2 separate regions of the Anas platyrhynchos genome follow, and region 2 is linked to region 1. The links are chromatin contacts, called in public Hi-C maps. All regions are on one chromosome and are shown on one strand. The core of a region is the stretch at or near the end of the contact, and the rest is flanking DNA. Distances in the headings are between cores, read along the strand shown. Region 1 holds the start of HOXC10 (homeobox C10). Region 2 has its middle 24 kb from the start of ATP5MC2.

What was found. A called contact is a pair of places that touch in the nucleus more often than the background predicts.
Region 2: a Hi-C map of liver shows a contact between it and region 1, with 2.2 times the contacts expected there. The contact joins the enhancer-like site here to the promoter of HOXC10 in region 1. A contact is called at or near these places in 2 of 8 Hi-C or Micro-C datasets (liver and subcutaneous adipose tissue).

The regions. Positions count from the first base shown.
Region 1 is chr34:1,875,382-1,878,081 of IASCAAS_PekinDuck_T2T, reverse strand. It overlaps HOXC10 (homeobox C10), which reads left to right and starts at 1,303. Exons shown (of 2, transcript XM_005027447.6): 1 at 1,303-2,192. The coding sequence starts at 1,409.
Region 2 is chr34:1,967,831-1,970,530 of IASCAAS_PekinDuck_T2T, reverse strand. No RefSeq gene overlaps it. Among named protein-coding and RNA genes, the nearest start is that of ATP5MC2, 24 kb to the left of the region's middle. Within about 2 kb of position 1,395, at least 1 of the 8 cell types and tissues checked has an H3K27ac peak or open chromatin away from gene starts, as enhancers often do. A contact at or near this core is called in subcutaneous adipose tissue, where this site is marked.

The DNA.
Region 1 (2,700 bases), core at 54-2,553:
AAAAGAAGTAATAAAATCCTAGCAAACCGGGAAAGTTTCGGTTTGCCAATTCTTCTGAACGATGTTTAGTGAGTCCCAGGTTGGTTTTTTTTCTCCCCCCCTTCTTATTTCCTGAAGAGACACAGAGAGAAAGAAGGAGCAGACAGAGAGACAGACAGAGAGACAGGAGGGGAGAAACCCACCACAGCACCACACTCGTGCAGTTCACCATCTGAAAAGTCGCTCCCTTTGAGCAAATTCGACCCCCTTTTCCCCTCCACGAGGAATTTTTGTGCACGACACCACACATGCCATTTTAGCCCAGAAACTTAAGACAGTTCGGAATGAAAGTGGATAATTAAAAAAAGCTGTCTTTGCAGGCTCAGGGAAGGCGAAGCTGCTTTGCTGAGGGAAAATGGGGAAATAAGAAAGGCAACCTAGGCTTTTATTGTCTTTTTCTTCATAAAAAAAAAAAAAAATGCTGCTTGGGAAAAATCCAACCTGCTTAAGGAGTCTGGGCTTCGGGATTTCGGGGAAATGCCTGGCTGAAGGGCAGCAAGCAGCTCTCTGAATTATTCCCCCAATTTTCCCCCTCTCTTCCCACATCTCCGTCGAAGCAGCCAAAGAAAAGCGGCTCCGAGCGCATCACCCCACCGCACCCCCAAAGCGTTGCCAGCCCTCCACTCCCGAGCCCCAAATAATTTTAATTAGAATTAAAAGAGCAAGAAATAGAAGCTGCTCAGCAGCCGGCTGAGCCCAGGGGAGCTCGCCCGTGCCCGGGGCGGGGGGGGACGGCGCAGCCGAGTGGCGGGGGGGGGGTCCTCTGTTTGGGAGGCAACAATTAAAAATCGCCATCGGTTTTGGGGCGCAAAAAGACAATTCCGAGAAGGCACGGAGACAGGGAGAAAGGAAAGTGGGGGAGCTGAGATTTTAAAAAATAGAAATAGATTTTTTTCACCCTCTGTCCCCCATTCTCCGCAATTTTTTTAATCATTTTTTTTTTTTTTTTTCCCCAAAAATCTTCCTCCGCGATTTTTTTTTTTTTTTTGAAAAAGGGGGGTCTCCCTCGCTTTTTTTTTCCTCCTTCGCCCCCTTCCACGCGTGGCTCCGTTGGTAAACAAACTGGCGGGAGGGGAGCGGGGGCGGCGGGGTTCTGCCTTTGTTCAACGTGAAGGTCCCGGCCCGGTGCTGGCAGATGTCGCTGTTGCTCCACGGTGCCGCTCCCGGTCCCGACAACTTGACCCCCGTGACGTCGGCCCCGTCTGAATCATCAAGGCCATTTTCAATCCTCATTGGCCTGGGCATCACGTGGGGGGGGTGGGGGGGGGGACCGATGCGTGGATAATTATGGTGCTTGATATTTTTTCCCCCTAAAAAAAAGATGTCAGCCCCTGGCTGGAGTATTCCTCCTTAAAAACCCTCTCTGAAAATGTCATGTCCCAACAATGTGACTTCTAACTCGTTTTTGATGGACTCGTTGGCCGGTACCTGTAGAGGGGAGAATTATTCCTCCAGCCAAGGGATGTACATGCAGCCTGGGAGCGATTTCAGCTGCGGAGTCATGAGGAACTGTGGAATTATCCCGTCTCTTTCCAAAAGGGACGAGGTGAATAGCGCTACCTTGTCTCTCAGCACCTATCCATCTTACCTTTCTCAGCTAGACACTTGGTGTGACCCCAAAAATACGTACAGGATCGAGCAACCTGTTGCAAGACAGCTCCCATCCTGCTCCTTCCCAACCAATGTCAAGGAAGAGAATGTTTGCTGTATGTATAACGCTGATAAAAGAGCTAAAAATGCCACAGAGACAGCCCTCTATCCCAACCAAATGCCTGAGTCTTGCCTAAATGACCATGAAGTCCCCGTTCCTAGCTACTACCGAGCAAGCCAAGGTTACCCCTCCATGGAGAAGACGTCAAACTGCAGCAATCCAAATGAGTTTGAGGCAAGTTTTGAATCCAGGGCGAGCCTGAACCCAAGGAATGAGCATCTGGAACCAGCACCACCACCTCCTCCACCTCCTCCGCCGCCCCCGGTGGCTAAAGTGAGTTTCCCCGAAAACACAAAAACAGATAATACTCAGAACACATCCACGAACGAAATTAAAACAGAAAAAAGCGCCCCAGCACCCAAAATAAGTCCTTCGGAAGCAGAGAAAGACCTGAATAAAAACACTGACACCAGCACTGACAATTCTGACAATGAAGCAAAAGGTAAGGGAATCATTCATTATCAGTAGCTAATTTCGGCAATTAGTAATCATCCATAGCTAATAAGAACCGTAATAAGAATATGCAGTAATGTGCTCTCTATCCTGCCAACTTCTTTTCCAGAGATTGGCATAATATTGTTGTTTATTGTTGCTGACTTTTGAAATACATATATATATTCTTACTAGAAACGTTAACTTAAAAATATGTGTATTGGAGCTGAGGGAAAGGAAGAAAAAAAAAAAAAAAAAAGAGAGCAGTCAGCTATTTGAAAAGTCGTCCTCTCGCTGTTTATATGGAGAAAAATTGCTGTGCATGTACTTATGGAAAAAAAATGTCCTTGCAACCAACGCTGCAGAATGTGTTGAGATTAGGTGGCTTTGCAAAGACTCTGATATCGCAGTGACTTGGGTTTTGTTTGGGGGAGGGGTTCTTTGGGGGGTTTTGTGTTTTTTAAGGCAGATGAACCCTGTTTTTTCCCCTTCCCTTCATATCGCTTTCTATGCAAATG
Region 2 (2,700 bases), core at 146-2,645, 92 kb before region 1:
TAATCCAGTTGGTATTGGCCTCCAGGTTCAAAGCTATTAGGTGACACAGACACATTCAGAGAAAAATTGCATAAATAGCCATTTTCTCCCCTTCACCTTTTCTCTTATTCTGCTTTTAAAATCAATTATGTCGGAGGTGTCTCTTAAAAAAAAAAAAAAGAAAGAAAGAAAGAAAAAAGAAAAGAAATAAAAATGTAGCCTCCTGCCTCCCTTCTGTTCTTTGAGAATCCCTTAAAAAAAAAAAAAAAAAAATTGGAACTGTTTTCCAAACATCCCATTCATGGGAGCTGGAAAGGGGCCACGCTTGGCTGTTTCTTGGCTGCAGACGGGGAGATCTGGGGCAGAACATCACGGGTTGCGTTTGGGCTGGCGGGGAGGGATGCTGCTACAGAGCGATGGGGGTAGGGAAAAATTTTGCCCCCAAGAGAGGAAGCTGAAAACCATAACTCCTCCTGAAAGTGATATTTTTGGAAAGTTGGCCTGGTCTGGTGACGCTGGAATGCGGCTCCTCGCAGCGAGTGACAAGGAGGAATTATGCCGGGACAGAAGCTGCCCTTTCTTCGCCTTCTTGCCCTGCTCACAGTGGGCTGACACCCGTTTATTTTTTCAGAAAGGGGTAGCCCTAGACCCTTCCCACCCCTACAAGTGGTGGTTTTGCTTGGGGGCAGCTTCATCTGGTCCCATGCAAAGCAGTGACTCTCCTGTCCCCATCTCCAGCCCCACAGCCCTCCACTGGCCATGGGGAACCACTGGTTCCAAGTGAAGGGACCACTGACAGCGTTTCCACCCTCAATCCCCTTCTCGGGGGCTTTTTGCTATAGATTTCTGTCTTTGTTTTGGATTAAAACATCTGAGCAGCCCCCGAGCAGGACAGATCCTGGCTTTTTCTCTTAAAAAAAATCAAAGCTGATCACTGGCTCCCAAATGCCTCTCCCAGTCTGTCCAGTCTGGGGCACCCACCCGTACTGGAAGGACTGGGGTGGAGAAAAATGGCCACAAGGGACCTTGGGGAGCGGTCGTGGTCCTGAGGCACTGATGAGAGATGGGGGTTTGGGATCCTCGCTCCTTCCCACCCTGCAAACCCGTTTTGCCAAATGGAGGGGGGGGCTTCCCCAATGAGGGCTGGGGTTGTCCCTGCGAGGAGGAGGAGAGCGTGGCAGGGTTGCAGCTTAGAAAGAAAAGGGGGGGGGAAATAAATGTTTTGAGCATATGGGAGAAAAAAATTATATATATATATATAAAAGCACATTAGGAAAATGAAAGCGACTGGTGACTAAACTGCTTTGGTTTAACATCTGCACAGTGTTACGGACACGGCACTGTCTCCAAACCAGACACGCTGCTCCGCTTCGCCTCTCCCAGCTTGCGCGAGCCCTCCTCGCTCTCCCGCTCGGCTCGAATGAAAGCAGCAGCTTTTATAAATAGCAGCTGAGAGGTCCTGGATGGGAATTTGCCTGACTTAACAGTCCTGTATATAGCCCAAGCTTTGGCAGCTCCTGCGGAGGGGAGTGGAGCGTGACCTGCCCTCCCCCCCCCCCGGGTGACGTGGTCCCAGCCCGCCCAGGTGGTGGGAGGCGAGGGACCGGGCTGGGGAATGGGCACATTTCCATCTCAGCACCCTAGTGGCACCTCCTGGCCACCCCTGGCCATGACCCATCTGCTGGGCATCATCATCATCATCATCATCATCATCACTGGGAGCTCACCATGGGGCCAGGAGGAAAGGTGAATTTTGGCTGGGTCACCTCTCCCTTCCCCACCAACAGATAATTTAGGGGGCTGTAGATGAAATGAACACCTCGGTGCCTCTTGAGATTGATCACAGGCTGAGAGTGGGGCTGACAGCAGGTGAAACCCCATCAGGGTACAGGATTTGTCCCATCTGGAGGGAGCTTTGGCTCCCCAATCCCCACCAACGTGGACATCGCTGGCACAGCCAACCACTCCAGCATCCTGCTAGGATTTTGGGGAAGGACCACGGCCTCGGAGCAGCCCCGACCTCCCGTCGAGGCAGGGATGCTCTTGGTGGCCAAGCAGCCACAGAGCGAGCCAAGGAGCTGCTCGGATCCAGCGACTCCAAATCTGGCAGCGGCTCCGTCTGCACAAAACTTCTCACTTGGCTACCAGGCTGTTTTCCATCCCGGGGTTATTTCTCCAGCTCAGTTCATGTTTATAGTGGATTAACCTGCTGTGAGGAGCCTAGGTATTATTTATGGCTAATTATTGGCATTTGGCTGGCTGGGAGGATGGAAGGAATACGATACTGCGGTGCTTACACGGCTTGTTCCAAACTGCGTTCGGCTCCTTCGGCTGAGTGTGCGTGTTTACGATGCCAGCTCACGTTATTTTCATTACCCCCTCTCCACTAATAAACTTTCGGATGAACCAGACTTGAGAGGAGCAAATCCTTTGCAGAAGATGTTCTGGTGTCTTTCCAAAGACCCGTTGTTGAGAAATCAAGGGCGCAGCCGCACTCCGGGACGTAAGGAGTTCAGCTGCGGTGGATCCGCCGCATTTGCATTGTATTAACTCCGGCTGCCGGCTGCCAAACAGCGCGCTCTTTGCATCTGAAAATAATAAGGCTGCGGGAATAATAGTCCTAAAGTGAATTTTCAAAGCATCTTTTAAAAATACCAAGGCCAGGCTTGTGCTTATGCTCAGGGCTGCCTGCGTGGTCAGAGAGGGGGCAGATGGGTGGCA